2 separate regions of the Arachis hypogaea genome follow, and region 2 is linked to region 1. A link is a contact called in public Hi-C data. All regions are on one chromosome and are shown on one strand. The core of a region is the stretch at or near the end of the contact, and the rest is flanking DNA. Distances in the headings are between cores, read along the strand shown. Region 1 has its middle 12 kb from the start of LOC112794194. Region 2 holds the start of LOC112796199 (dihydroceramide fatty acyl 2-hydroxylase FAH1).

Region 1 (7,670 bases), core at 3,669-6,168:
TTTTATTTGAGGGATATACGTAAAATTGGCATGTCTTTAGTTTATGAAGATATTTTATCCAATAATTTAAGCAATTTTAACAACACTTAAAATATTGTTAAAATTAAAATAAAAATATTTTCAATTTTAGTAAAAATTATAACTAATCTCTCTTTATCTATGTATGATATTATAATTTAGGTTGAAAAAATAAAAGTGGCTACTTTCAGAACCAATAACGTAACATATTCTTAACTATTCAATGTTACCAAATCGATACTCAAAAGATTCTAGCACAAACAAAATGGTATCTGACTTTTGTTATTGATAAAATAGCCCCAACAAAATTTTAAATTTTGACAAAACCTCAACCGTGAAAGGATGACGTCACAGTAAATGAAAAATGCTGACGTGACCGTCGGAAGAGAGCTCCGATGATGGTAGAGAGCTCCAACAATATTTTTGGCGACATTCTTCTTCGTGTTCGTTACTTCTTCTTCTTCAACACGCTGATGCATTACCTTCCGTCATGATAGCTGAAGAAGAGGACCGCCATGGCACACCATTGCACCTCGTCGCGTTCTTCATGTTCACCGCCGTCCCATTTTGCATCCCCTTTTGCTAGATCGCCATGGCATGCCGCTACGTCCCTTTTCGCCATGGCAGTAGCTGGTCACTTCTTCTTTTTCAACATGCTGTTGCATCTCTTCCGCATCCCCTCCACCATGGCAGCACATCGTTGCTGCATCTCCTTCTGCCATGGCAAAGCGTCCCCTTCCGCATGAAGAAGAAGAACCAGAAACATCGCCGGAGCTCTTTGCCATCGTTGGAGCTCTCTTCCAATGACCATATCAGCATTTTCTGTTCACTGTGACGTTATCTTTTCATGGTTGGGTAATTTTGTCAAATTTTAAAATTTTCAGGGACTATTTTGTCAATAACAAAAGTCAGATACTATTTTATCAGCGCTAGAATCTTTCAAATACCGATTTAGTATTTACCGCTTTCTTTTTTGATAGAACTATTCATGTTATAATACTAAGGTAATACATGTACTTATTAAACCACTCTTTTACATTAGTCCATGATAATAACAAAAAAGTCTTACATGAGTCTATAATTCAGTCCAACATAATATATAAATTATGCCTTAATTTTAGTCTTTATTGTTTTATCTTATCTTATTTTTATTTGTTATCTTATCTTTATTTATTATATTATCTTTATTTGTTCTTATCTTTAATAAGCAATGCACTCTATATTTTTAGCTTTTATCTTTATAATTTATCAATCAAGAAATACAAATACAACATTCTTCATATTTTTTTCTTATTCTTTCATAGTTTTATTATGGTATTACGGCCATGATCCTCCTTGAAGGTGGTAGCTTATTTTGGTTTCGGTTAGAGCACTGTGTTCTTCTCCATAAATAATCTTTTTCTCTGTGTCATCATTTTTCCTTGTCTTTTCTCACTACTTTGATGTTTTTTTTTTCACCTCACCGATTAGCCTATCATTTCTGTCTTGTGTCTTTCCGAGTTTAATAAATCAAACATCACTGTCATCCACTACTTACCTATTCTCATGGAGAAACCATATTTTTTTGTCACCTTCTGGTAGTTCATCATCCTCCGACATTTTACCATCTTTTCGGCAGTTTTCGGACAGTTCGCAATCTTTTTGACAGTTCTGTATGTGCTTCTTTCTGACAGTTTTGGTAGTTCCGTTTGCGCTTCTTTTTGTAGTTCTATATGTGTTTCTTTTCGGTAGTTCCATCTATGCTTTCTTCCAGCAGTTCTGTCCGTGCTTTCTTCCGATAGTTCCGTCTGCGCTTCCTTCCGGCAGTCTTGTCTGCGCTTTCTTCTGGAAGTCCCGTCTGCGATTCCTTTCGGCTGTTCCATCTGCGCTGTCTTCCGGCAACCCTAGCTCCGTCGCGCCTCTTCTTTCCTTATCTTCGTCTGCGTTGCATGCGCCTCCGCGCTCTTTGAAGATCGATGCTTGCTCTCTCTCTCTCTCAAGCGCAGCATCTCCTTCTCTGATTCTGCTGTTGGCGGCCCTAGCTCCGCCACGCCTCTTTCTGTCCTTATCTTGCTTTGTGTCGCACGCGCCTCCATGCGCTCTCTGAAGACCGCTGCTTACTCTCTCTCCCTCAAGTGCAACATCTCCTTCTCAGTTTCTGCCGCTGACAGCCTAACTCCGCCACACCTCTCTCTTTCCTTATCTTCCTCTGTGTCGCACGCGCCTCCACGTGCTCTCTGAAGATCGCTGCTTGCTCTCTGGCCCTCAAGCGCAACATCTCCTTCTCTGTTTCTGCCACCGGCAGGCGTAATTCCACCGCACATGTCTTCCACAATCATTTCATCAGAACTTATCCAAACTGTGGATTATTGACATCTTCTATCCACTAACTTGCGGGAACGCATTAAACCATTCTTTCGCATTAGTCCATGATAATAACAAAGAAGTCTCACACGAGCCCATAAATTTAGCCCAACATAATATATAAATTCTACTACAATTTTAGTATTTATTATTTTATTTTATCTTATTTTTATTTGTTTCTTATCTTTATTTATTCTTATTTTTTATAAACAATGGGTTCTCTCTCTATATAGCTTTTACCTTTATAATTTATTAATAAAAAATACAAAATATAATATTATTTATTTATTTTTTATTTTTTCACAGTTTTATTAGTACTAAAGAGGAGGGCTCCTGTGATATATATAGTTTCCAGCTCTATCATTTTAAAAGTTAAATGCATCTTATATCTAACCGTTATAAGTCGTTTGTAATTGATAAATCATTCTAAGTCTCTGCGTGCGTGCTTTTTTCCTTACATGCATTATTTTCTTTTTTATTTACTTTTTTTTCCTCCTCTTCTTCTTTTGTTATATGTTTTTTTTTTTTGTCAAAATATACTCCATCCATCAAAGATAGAGTAAATTTAATTTCATCTGAACAAGTTATACATCAACAAATAAATTCACATAAAAACAATATCCATTTCATTATAAATTGTGTCGGCATTTGATAGCTTATAATAAAAGAATCTCGTTAGGAAGCCAATAAAATATTTATACAATATATACAATAAGTTATTTATTTGGTTCAATATAAATTAAAAAATGAATATTCAGAATAAAATATTACTAATTTATCAAACATAATACACTTATACTATCCAAAATAACCATCCAAATACTAGAAATAATAAATATCTGATATTCTACTAAATCAAACATTCCTATACCCCAATTATACACATTATATAGATACTCCGTTAAATTTCTATACTTCCTCATAATAAAAATGATGGCAATATATAATAAGTGGTCATACTCATGAATAACGATAAAGGAACAATAGTAGTAGTAGCCTAGTAGGTGAGTCCTCTTAAGAGCCAGCTGCCTGGTGTGTTGGGAATATATATGTATATTTATTGGAACGGATAAGGAGCTTCAATAATGATAATAATAAGTGAAGTGCCTTTGTTTAATTTATGGAGGACAATGTAATAATACTTTTTTTTTGTGGTGCTAAATGCTAATGTTTACATACCACTCTCAAACTAGCCTCCTTACACTGAATCGGGGAAGACAATGATATGTACCAACCCATTAAAGTGTCTCTAATTCCAGGCAAAATATGTGTATGGCAGCGAGTAGTCTGGAAGTGGTACCAATAATTTAATGTTTATTCCAATGTCATGTCATATCCCATCATTATTAATTTTAACACCATCTTAATACACTTTTTTTTTTCACTATTATTTAACAAGAATAATGATATGTATAGTAGTAATAACAAAGGGCGGTAAAGTAATAAACATCGTATTATGAAAAATCTTATGTTAAATTATTTTTATAACCATGGTACTGTTGTTATCTTAAATAATAGATAAAGGCCAAATACGCATATAAATTATATTGAGCAAAATATTATTTTTATTAATTAACGGTAGATTATTTGCAGAATTCTTACTCAGAAAACTGGCTATATAACATTTATTTATTTATTTATTTTTTCTCCCTTAATAACAAAGAGCAATGCCAGCAAATAGAACAACATGGTCAATGGAATTCTACACATCGACATCTTAAGTTTATGCAACGGAGCCAGCAGCAGGGGCCGCCATGGCAATCGGAATCATGCTTACAATGCATATCCAACTGTAATTCATCCCTGAAAAACATGCATTTTCCGTAAAAGATCTTTTTTAAGAGTACAATTAGATAAAAAGAAGAGACTTTTACTATATTTAATTATTTATAGAGAACGTGTGTAATATCTTTCTTTTTTACTTTATTGTTTATTCCCCATTGAAAAGTAAAATATAGAATTCACATTATCCTTTCCATGATACTTAATTAGCCCCTTTTTTTTCTAAAATAAATAATTACCTTTTCTTCTTTTAAAATGTTTTTATTTTATTTTGTGGTTAATATTAGACAGGATTACTTAATCAATATTCAATAATGTTCTTGGATGGATTATATGATATATCACACAAAACACCCTCCTTTGTCATTTTTTTTTTTACGCATTTGCATAATATATGATATTTTTTTTTTTTTTGTAAGTAAATGGGACCGGCGGAGCTCAAAATTACATACTCGATACTATGGAGGGCAAGAGGACCCCTCTCACATCATCAAAGATGATTTTATTTAATTAAGTTGAGTTAGTCTAGTGGTTAACTCACTAGTTCGGTTAACTAAATGTCGGAAGTTTAAATTCCGCCTTGTGTATGCAGCAAGCTATTGGCCAACGACAAACTCTTAAATAAAACTCTGACAACAGATTAATTTTTAACCTACCGAATTTTAGAATACCGTAGGAAAAAAAAAAGGATGATTTCCGTTAGACCTGTACATGGTTTATCAACAAAGTGGAAACCTAGGTTCATGTCAAAACTATTTGCCTGTATGATAGATGGCATACTACATTTGAGAGGGAATGAGAATAATGAAGAATGAACAAAAACAAGGTCTTTTCGAGGCCTAGGAATTGTATTCTTTTGTTTTTGTTAGACCAGGAAATGTATTCTAACGACTCTTACAATTGGTGTATCATGGGCCTGATTTTGGGCTTACACACATTCTGAAAGTCCTTGTACCAATTCAAATTTGTTATTGTTTTATTGAACTAGATTAGTATTTAGTGATCCAACAAAAACATAAATTAATTTCTTTTTTTATCTCTTATCTTTATTTTTTTTACTAAAGATAAGAAGATTCGAACTCGCAATTTCTTAAGTGAATATGAAAAGAATACGTCATTTGAGTTATAACTCATTGGCTTGTATCTCTTATCTTTAATGTTTAAATATCAATTAAAACATATTAACTATCCACAAACTATAATTAAAATGATATAATCTCTCTTTCTTCACTTAGAGATCTCAAATTTAAATCTCAACAGTTGCAACTGATAAAAAAAACTCCTAGCTTAATGCTGCCTAATAAAATTGAACCCTGCTTATTAGTTATTAGTTATTACTAACCTTTTCTTTTGAAGTCAGATTTACAATCACAGAAACCGTTGACACATAAACAGTCACCACACTGCCTGTTAGGTGTGCATGATGGTTGAATCAACTTTGTTTCTGCGTTTGGATGTTCTGATTCAGCTTTTAGACCTGAAATATATTCCATTTTTTCATTAAATATAATAGCGGGTTATATAAATAATCCTATAGCGGTTGAATAATTCATAATAATAAAAAAGTACTTAACTTCAATATAAACTCTAAGGCTGCATTTATTTACAGAGATAAGATATTGATATAAAAATATAAAAATATAAAATTATATTTGATAGAGAAAATATGAATAAAAACAATATATTCAGAGACATCAAATTAATGTATTTTATATCCATTCTAACAGGAACAACACAAAAACACTAACAAAAGATATAATTTATTTTTAATTTTTTTATTATTTTTGTTAATTTTTTATAATTATATTTTCTATTATTATATTTTTTGTCTCAAATTTTTTGAATAAAAAAACTAAGAATAAATTAAATTCTCATAATTTGTTTTAGTTTATCACCAAATAAAATATAAAAACATAAAAATTTATGTCTCTTTCTTCACATATTGAGTATTCTTCTATTAAGGAAAATGTAATGAAATATTTAGTTAAAAACAGAACAAATATCTTACTGTCTTGATCAGTTCTTTCTTGCTGCACATATTATCTCTTATGTTTTATTTGATTTCGAGAATAAGACAAGATAAGATATTGAGAATAAGACATAAAAGATATTTTAATTTCTGGAAAAGGGGAATAGCCGGATAGGAATCAATAAATAGGAATTTTCGATATCTGTGTAATAAATATAGATAACTAACTGTTTTAAAGTAATAAATAAGGCTGTTTAGAGGATAGGACATTAAAATAAAGACATTAAAATATAAAATCGTATTTGATAGATGGTATATAATAAAAATATTGTATTTAAAAATATTAAATTAGTATATTTTTTGTCTATTCTAATAAAAAAGACATAAAAACACAATTTATTTTTATTTTTTATTATTTTCTTTAATTTTTATAATTATATTTTTTATTATTATATATTTTTAAAAAAATTTTAAATAAAAAAATAAAAATAAATTATATTTTTATAATTTTTTTATAAAAATACTAAATTTTATTTCTTTGATTTTTTTATTATCTTATTTTATCATATTCTCAAAAATAAACGAGTCTAATAAATAATGGATAGATATTTTTTGTTAACAGGTAATTAGAATAATTTCATCCATCTTCGAGACAAAATAATTCATTCACAAAGGAAGTTAAGTAACTAACAATAAAGTTAATGAATTCAACGGAATATTGCGTGCTTGTGGATATTTGGGAAACGAAGTTTTGATGTGATACTATCATCGTATATCAATAAAAGATTTTTCTGTAATAATTACTTTAATTTTGTAAAGTTACACTAAATTATTTTTTTTATTTTGATTTCAATTGTTGGTTGAAATTTTAAAAATTATATTGCTTTTAAATAGAAGAAAGAAAGAAGCATGAAGGAATAAGGATCAGTTATGTAAATAAAAAATAAAAAAATTAAGGAGCAGTTTTTAAATCTTTACTTTTCGCTGGATCGGAGCAATTATATCTTTTATTACAGGGAAAATTAGAAAAAAGAAATTAGGAATATCACAAAAGCTACTACAAAATCATATTTCCTACAAGTATAGACGAGTTATATGAAGTTAGAAAAATTACCTGAAGCAAAAACCAAGAGGAGGACAACAAAGCAACCAAGCTTAACCAAAAACCTGTTCATTTTTCGTTGAGTAGAGATTAGCTCTTCTTTTCTTTGTGCAATACTTGGGGTGATACGTGTGTTTTTATCAAGGTTGCGAGAACCGGACCGATTAATAAACCGATGAGGTTATTGGTTCAATGATTTACTGATTCGATTAGAATTTAACTGGAGTTCATCCGGTTTAATTAAATATTGAATAAAATTATTAAAAAACCTAAAAATAATTTTAAATATATAAATTCAATAATTTCTAACTTAATAAAATTTAAATTTCACATAATAAATTATCCATAACTTAATATTAGAGGTTCACAAACAACTTCAAACATCAAAGTTTATAACTAAACAACTTCATAGATCATTAAGGAAGAGAAATATAGTGATACTAAGAATTTGAAAAG
Region 2 (7,670 bases), core at 1,488-3,987, 67 kb after region 1:
TTGTCTTTCCGGTCATATACTTAGAGCATCTGCTATCCATGTACCACATATTTTCTTTTTTCTTGGATGCTAGGCAGACCTACAAAATAAACTCAAGTGACCTTAGGTATCCAAATTTTCTTGGATCCTTTCACGTTAAACCATCTCTTATGTCCCAGATCATTGTAATAAAAAACAACCTTGTAAACTTTATCACCTATCATTCTTTCTCCAAAGAAACATTGAACTGAAAAATGACCACTTCGGTTACATAGTCTACAAAATCTTGGAGTTGCTGTTTTGTTAAAGGAATTTGGGTCTTAATACTTAACATCATTCGAAGATGAAGCAATGTTTTCAAAATGTGATTTTTCAGATTTATAAAAACCCTTTCTCTGTTTCTACATTTAAAGATTTTAGAGACTTAAAGTTAAACTAAGATTAACCACGAGTTTGAGAAAAGATAATAGAGTAATAATACCCTGTACAAGTGAAAATTAATAAAGCTTCACTTATAATCAAGAATTGGCAGCTACATAATTGGTTAGGTTCTATTGTATCAGTAAGCTATAAATATAGCTATCATGTATTTACCAAGGTACTGATTATATTTTCATTCGATAATACAAACACATATTTCTATTCATAATCTGTTCACACAAATCTCATCGGCTGTAAATGTCCCCTCCTTTGTTTGTAGAAGATATAAGAATTTTTTCATCTTACTCTCACTTCATATTTCTGATTATATGAGTTTGGTTTTTTGAGTTGTTAAAATCTATGTATTTCATCTCCTGTCTTTGTTTAATAATTTCCTTTATAACTATGTCGAATAAAAATTCATAATAAAAAAATGAATATTAGAAGTATTATTGCCTCCACTACTTCACCTTTCTCTTCTTTACATTTTTATTGTTATTGTCGTTGTTTTTTTTAGGAAAAGATTATTTCAATTTTTAATTTGAAATTATTTAATCAATTATATTAAATATATATTATTAAAATCAATCAATAAAATCAACATAAAATATTAATACGTATTAAAAATAAATTAACTAACATATTTTTATATAAAAATATATAATAATTAATTTTGATGATTAATTTTAAAATATATATAATACTTTTGTTATTTAATTTATAATTAAATTAAAATTATTGATTTAAATAATTTGTAGTTTGAGATCAAGTTGAAAAATAAGTAACGGTGGTGGTGGTAAAAATCGATGGATGATGATAACAGTGGAGGTGTTGAGGTAATTTTAATTTGAAAATAAAATTAATATCTGAATTAAAATTACACAGTTATTTTTGTATATCATCACTATACATAATATAAAATTTGTGTATCATCTTTATATCTTTGTTTAGTTGTTGTTTATGGTTATCAGAGACATAAAAACGATAATATATGTCTGTTATTTATTTGTAAGAAACAAATTTTAAAAGAATATATTAACACACAACAAAAAACAAAGTACATATATTTAGTGGCTTATAAAAAAGTTAAAGATACAAATATTATATATGAGACCATTTTTAAAATTTTACTTTCTAACCTTAGCTTATTGTATTGATCACCAACAATTTTTTTTAGAGATAAAATTAAGTTTTGATAAATAATATTTAAGTAAAGTATTGTTTTTGTTCTCAACATTTGGAATAAGTTTTAAAGTTGTTTTTTACGTTTGAATCGTCTTATTTAAGTCCTTAACGTTTTAAAATTGACTCACTATTGTCTTGCCGTTAGAAATAGAATTGACGGCGGAACAAAATTAAAACGATTTTGAAATGCTAGGAACTTAAATAGGACGAACGTTTGGGACAAAAACGATACATAAAAATAAATTTTAATTTTATCTTTCAATAACATCAATTTTTTATGGTACATAATTATTCAATTATTTTTTAATCACAAGTAAATTACAATTAATTACTTTAATTGTATTCTAAATAAATTTATTTTTTTATAATTTTACTTCTAAAAATTTTTACTCATCATAAAATGTTTATAAAATAACTAGTACATAAATTTGTGGGGAAAAATGATACATATACAATAAAATAATACGATTCTAGTCATTTTACAAACATTTTATTACGAGTAAAAATTTTTAAAAGTAAAATTATAAAAAAAATTATGTGATTAAGTGTAATTTATTTAAATGTGATTAAAAAATAATTAAATTACTATGTACAGTAAAAAATTGATATTAGTGAAGAATAAAATTAAAAGGTATTTCTATGTATCATTTTTGTCCCTAATATTTTCGTCCTATTTAAGTCTTAATATTTTAAAATCGTCTCAATTTTATCCCATCATCAATTTCGTTAACAAATTTCTAACAGCAAAACAACGTTAAATTAATTTTAAAACGTTAAATATAAAACAATTCAAACATTAAGAACAACTTTAAATCTTACTCCATTAGTCACAAAAACGACTACTTTACTCAAAAATATCCTCATTTCTTGTTCTTAATGTCTTAATAGTTAATATCCATATATTTACGTGTGCATATTTTCATTATTCTGTAACAAACTAACAATAAAAAACACCCTTTTGGACAGTATAGCACACAGCACACACACATGGCTTCATCCTCCACTTCCAGCCCCCTTCTATGTGGATGCACATGCACTCACTTTATATAAAAAAAATCCTGACGTCACGTCGTCTTAACTCTACACTGTGCTCTGGAGATTCGCCTGACCCCACGTCCACAAAAGGGCGTAGCCGTAACTGCCGTTCCAAAACGCGATTCTCTCTATTTTTTTCTCTCCTACCCCCACTCCCACCCACACTCACGTGACCCCCTTCCATTCTGCCAGCCTGTTAACGCCTAGATAGTAGATACCATTATTCTCTTAATCTCTGCGTTCATTCATTGATTCCCCCTCGCAAACCAACGGTCCAGATTCACTCACCCCTCCGCCCCCACTCAAATTTCACCATCACTCCCCCAACCCCAAGTTCTTTCTCCCTTCTCTAAGCTCTCTGCTCTCTCATTCTTTTATTATCATCAAATCGTTAAATTAACACACAACACAAAACAGCTCAATAATAAGTGGAACTTCAAGGTAGAAGCTACGCTGAAGTGAAACGTGAGTTTCTTCCCGGCGTGGCTCTTCTTCGCTCTCGGGAGATACCTTACGTCTCTCACTTCACTTCAATCACAACCGCATTGCATTGTCTTCTATCAGGTTCGTTCCTCTGAGATTCACTTTAAATTCTATAGATCTAAGCTTCGAGTATTGCTCCATCGTTGCAAATTTCTGTTTCACTGCATTTTGGTTAAGTGCTAGGTTTCTCGGTAGTTTAAGTTTGGATTTGTAATTTAGGTGTCAATTTGTTCTCGTTGTGGATCTGTTTCTGGATTTGAGCTTAGCTTTCTATTATTTCAACTTTGGGGGATTTCTTTATCTGAAGCTGTCCGTACTACAAGATAATGATGACGGTTAGAGAAATGGAAAAGAAAAGATAAACAGAAAAGTTTTTGCTTAAAAATTTTATTTTTTAAATGTAATTTTGATTCCCGGGTTTTAAATGCTGGTGATGTTTCGGGCCTGTTGTTTGAATGTGAAATCTTTGCTTTCTTTATTTTTCAATTTTGTTTGATGTTGATGCTGCTGAGGAGTTTCGCAATTTTGGTTGGACGAAAACGACTAAGGTCCTTTTTGTGCAATTGTGATGCCTATTGGGGGAGGGGGGTGTCGTGGGAATGGAATGTTTGGTTTTTGTATCTATTTCGCAAAAATGTGATGCGCCTAATCATTTCAGTTTGCTTGCAACTAAGATTGGTGAAAACACTAGTTAAGCTCTGAATGCTTAATTGTTTTGCAGTATAACACACGAAAATCATTGATTTTTAATTTTTTTTTTTGGTTGCTTTTCCACCCTGTTTTTGACATGCAAAATTTGGAACTTGTAATTTATGACCTGGCAACTGTTTTTTCAAACTTAATTGGCAAATTCTCTTCCTAACCTTTTCTTTATATATAGTTAAGGTCAGAAACAACCTGTCAAATAATAAGGTCAAAATCAATACCTAACAATCAAGGTAACATAAACTAATATGTGTCACTGGTTTTTAACCCATCTGTGTGCTTCCTATTACTTATGCGTTTGTAATTTTAAGGGTTTTTTTCCCCCCAAAAAATTAACCTTATTTCCAGCTGACACCTTTTCCTCCTTGTGTCCAGCTTCAATCCCAAGATGGTTGCACAGAACTTTGTTGTTGATTTGAATAAGCCCCTTGTTTTCCAGGTACAGGCACAAGGCCTATCCCTCACATCTTTCTTATATGTTCTGCCTTGTCAGACTTCAATTGTTGTATAGGTTTGATTTCTGTTTTTGTATGAACTTAGGATGATATAACGTTAAAATAGTTTACAAACTTTTCAACTAATCCTTTCTGAATTTTGATACTCTGCAGGTTGGACATCTTGGAGAAGCTTATCAAGAGTGGGTTCACCAGCCAATTGTTAGCAAGGAAGGCCCTCGGTTCTTTGAAAATGATGTTCTTGAGGTATATTCTTTAACTATAACTACAGCAATTGAGTCTTGCCTCAGTAGGCGACGTTAGCTAAATGGACCAATTTTTATCATTGGGCATTGGCTCTATGAAAACCAAGTTCTAGTGAGTTCATTTGGATGAGGTCTTTTTCAGCAGTTTCCCCTAATTTTTTATTTTGTTGAGCAACTAGTCTAGTTTGCTTAGTTTACTACCTTCTATCATCTTGTCCTCATTAGTTGGTACTCTAAGTTGCTGCATGACATATTAACCCTTGATCATATACTTTCTTGTATTTCTGGTTTTCTAGTTGTCCCCCGCGGCACTCCTGTCTCAGTTAAACTTATTGTTTTGTTCTTGTTGATGCTTCATTATCACTGCCCAACATTTATTGTGATCTATGAAGCACATACACTTCTCTGATTTGCCTTGTCTGCGTGTCGGACACATTTCAGACACGACATTCATCGACACTCGTCCGACACACGTCTTCTGTGTCTAACCATGTTTTAATAAAAAATAAAAAATTCTTTTCTGGACACGCTTGGACACCCCTAAATACCATCACGTGTCAGCATGTCCAATTTTATTCTTAACATGAATTATTGAAATGAGTTTAGAAATAGTATATATAATAAATTATTAAAACAAAAAATATTTTAAATATTTTATATAATTAAAAAAAGACATTAAAAATAATTAAAAAATTAATTTATATTTTAATATCAATAAAATATCAAAATATCATTATAATTTATCTAAAAAATACTTTATATTTTATATATATATATCATGTCCCCATGCATTATAAGAATTCCAAATTTGTGTGTCCGTATGTCCCGTGTCATGTCGTGTCTCGTGTCCGTGTATCATAGATTGTGATAGAGCATAGCTGGTCTTAGAGTAGAATTTTCCTCTCTGCTTGATTGGCAGGTTGCAACAGAATTTAAGACAATCCTACTTGCATGAACTGCATTATAAATTAAATGTAGATTTAATTTTATTTTCCGATTATACATGTAGAAAAATTCACCTGATTGTTGACTTGTTACTACTTGGAACAGTTCTTGACACGCACAGTCTGGTGGGCTGTACCAGTTATTTGGCTGCCAGTTGTATGTTGGTTTATTCATAACTCTGTACAATTGGGACTCAGTTGTCCTCGTGTAGCTCTGTTCGTGGTTATTGGCATTTTGATTTGGACATTGCTTGAATACTCATTGCACCGATTTCTTTTCCACATTGAAACAAAGACCTATTGGTTAGTTCTTTCTTTCTGTGTTAATGTTTGCTTGTAGTGTTCTTTACTGATATCTATTTATTGGCATGACCAACACTGACTGTTTATTTCCACTTTTTGAATGTCGATCTAGGTGGAACACACTGCATTATCTTCTCCATGGCTGCCACCATAAGCATCCCATGGACGGCTTGAGGCTTGTTTTTCCCCCAGCTGCAACAGCAATATTATTGTTTCCGGTATCTCCTTCCTGCCATATTATGTACTGCTTTTTCACATCATTTATGGAGAAAAAGATTTTGGCAATCATGTTATGTTTCTTGAATTAGCTACAAGTTCCTCCTGTCAAAAAGATTTCTGGCCATTTTCAAAATAAAGCTAAATCTTTTTAGATCCATGATTTAAGGTTCTATGAAGTGATGTTAGTATTTTTTGTTTTGCCGTGTTCATCAGTTCTGGAACTTGGTTAAGCTCTTATCCACCCCTGTAGTTGGTCCTGCTTTGTTTGGAGGTGGTTTATTGGGTTATGTGATGTATGATTGCACCCATTATTACGTGCATCATGGTCAGCCAAAAACTGAAGTACCCCGAAATCTCAAGGTAAAACACCGCCCTTGTCCTTTGACTGTGGATGACAATTAATTTAGCATTCATTGCTTCATTATGCTGCTATGCAAATCATATCGTCCTAGGATAAACCACTACTGAAAAAGAAAATAGTTGTTTGGATTATTGTATATATGAGCTGACCAAAATTGGTCTTTTTTGAATTATGAGTATTTATTATTATTTTTTTAATATTGATACTTACATGACTCTTTGCTATGGGCCACTATGCGGTTCTTGTCAAGTGATTTGGATCTTCCTATTCTCAGTTACCTACAATGCTGTGTCTATCTATGTCTGTTGGGGCCTACAAATCCTGCATAGGTGTTGTTTGTGTCATTGTTTTCCTAAACTTCACATTGACATTTTTCAAAAGACATTAAATGGATTTAAGTCCACATTTATAGGGAAGATTTAATTGCATGTCTTTCAATGTAGTATTTATTTTTCATTTTTCTGCTATACTTTTCAGCTTGTAGCCATAAAATCCAAATCATGGTATTTTCCTTCGTTATTCTGCAGAGGTACCACTTGAATCATCACTTTCGGATCCAGAACAAAGGCTTTGGGATTACTTCGTCACTATGGGATAGTGTTTTTGGGACACTTCCTCCAACGAAAGAGGGTGCCAAAAGTATGTAAATTACCAAGGGTGGAGCATATATTCATTGGTTAAGATAATAGCAAATTCAGATGATCTGCTTTTATTAATTTTTTTTTTGGGTCTAATTTATTTTGCACCCCAGTGGATATTCCTGGGGGAGCTGGCGTGCCATCATTTTGTCAATTTTGTGGTGCAAGTGCAAAGTTCTACAATTGAACATTCTGCTAAAAAAAGATTATTGTATTAGATTTATGGTAAAAATGTCGCCTGATTGTGCATATTCCTTTCAGTTCACATCTTTACTCCAGTGTCAATTTGTTCCATTCCATGTTCATGATTCTCAACTCCAGATAAATATTATTACTAATAAAGATAAGGATTCAGGTTATGTAAAAATTGCTTTGTGCCAAAAAATTAAACCAATTTAAAAGCTTTATGTGGCCGGTTTTTCTTTTTCCATAAATTAAACCAATCTTTTATAATAACTAATTATGAGTATCCAATGAAAGGGGAATGTTTATATGCAGGCTGCACTACACTTTTTTTTAAGCATACAGTTCGAATATAAAATCAAATCTCTAATTCTAACGAGGTCTGATAATAAATGTCTTACTCACCCTGTCAGTAATTATATGGTTAATGAGCATGGCTGCATGGTATAGATAATTCAGAATACCTAATTAATGAATGGGAACCGTGGAATTTTCACGGTTCTTCAGGATTTTCG

What was found. Hi-C and Micro-C count contacts between places; a contact is called where the count stands out from the background.
Region 2: a contact with region 1 is called in a Hi-C map of leaf, with 1.8 times the contacts expected there. The contact joins the promoter of LOC112796199 here to the enhancer-like site in region 1. A contact is called at or near these places in 2 of 8 Hi-C or Micro-C datasets (leaf and an unstated tissue).

What each region holds. Positions count from the first base shown.
Region 1 is chr4:9,890,538-9,898,207 of arahy.Tifrunner.gnm2.J5K5, forward strand. No RefSeq gene overlaps it. Among protein-coding and RNA genes, the nearest start is that of LOC112794194, 12 kb to the right of the region's middle. Within about 2 kb of position 4,919, at least 3 of the 3 cell types and tissues checked have open chromatin away from gene starts, as enhancers often do.
Region 2 is chr4:9,959,886-9,967,555 of arahy.Tifrunner.gnm2.J5K5, forward strand. LOC112796199 (dihydroceramide fatty acyl 2-hydroxylase FAH1) reads left to right here and starts at 2,738. Exons shown (of 7, transcript XM_025838547.3): 1 at 2,738-3,183; 2 at 4,183-4,246; 3 at 4,416-4,508; 4 at 5,558-5,754; 5 at 5,867-5,972; 6 at 6,187-6,333; 7 at 6,862-7,339. The coding sequence starts at 4,196. The coding sequence ends at 6,981.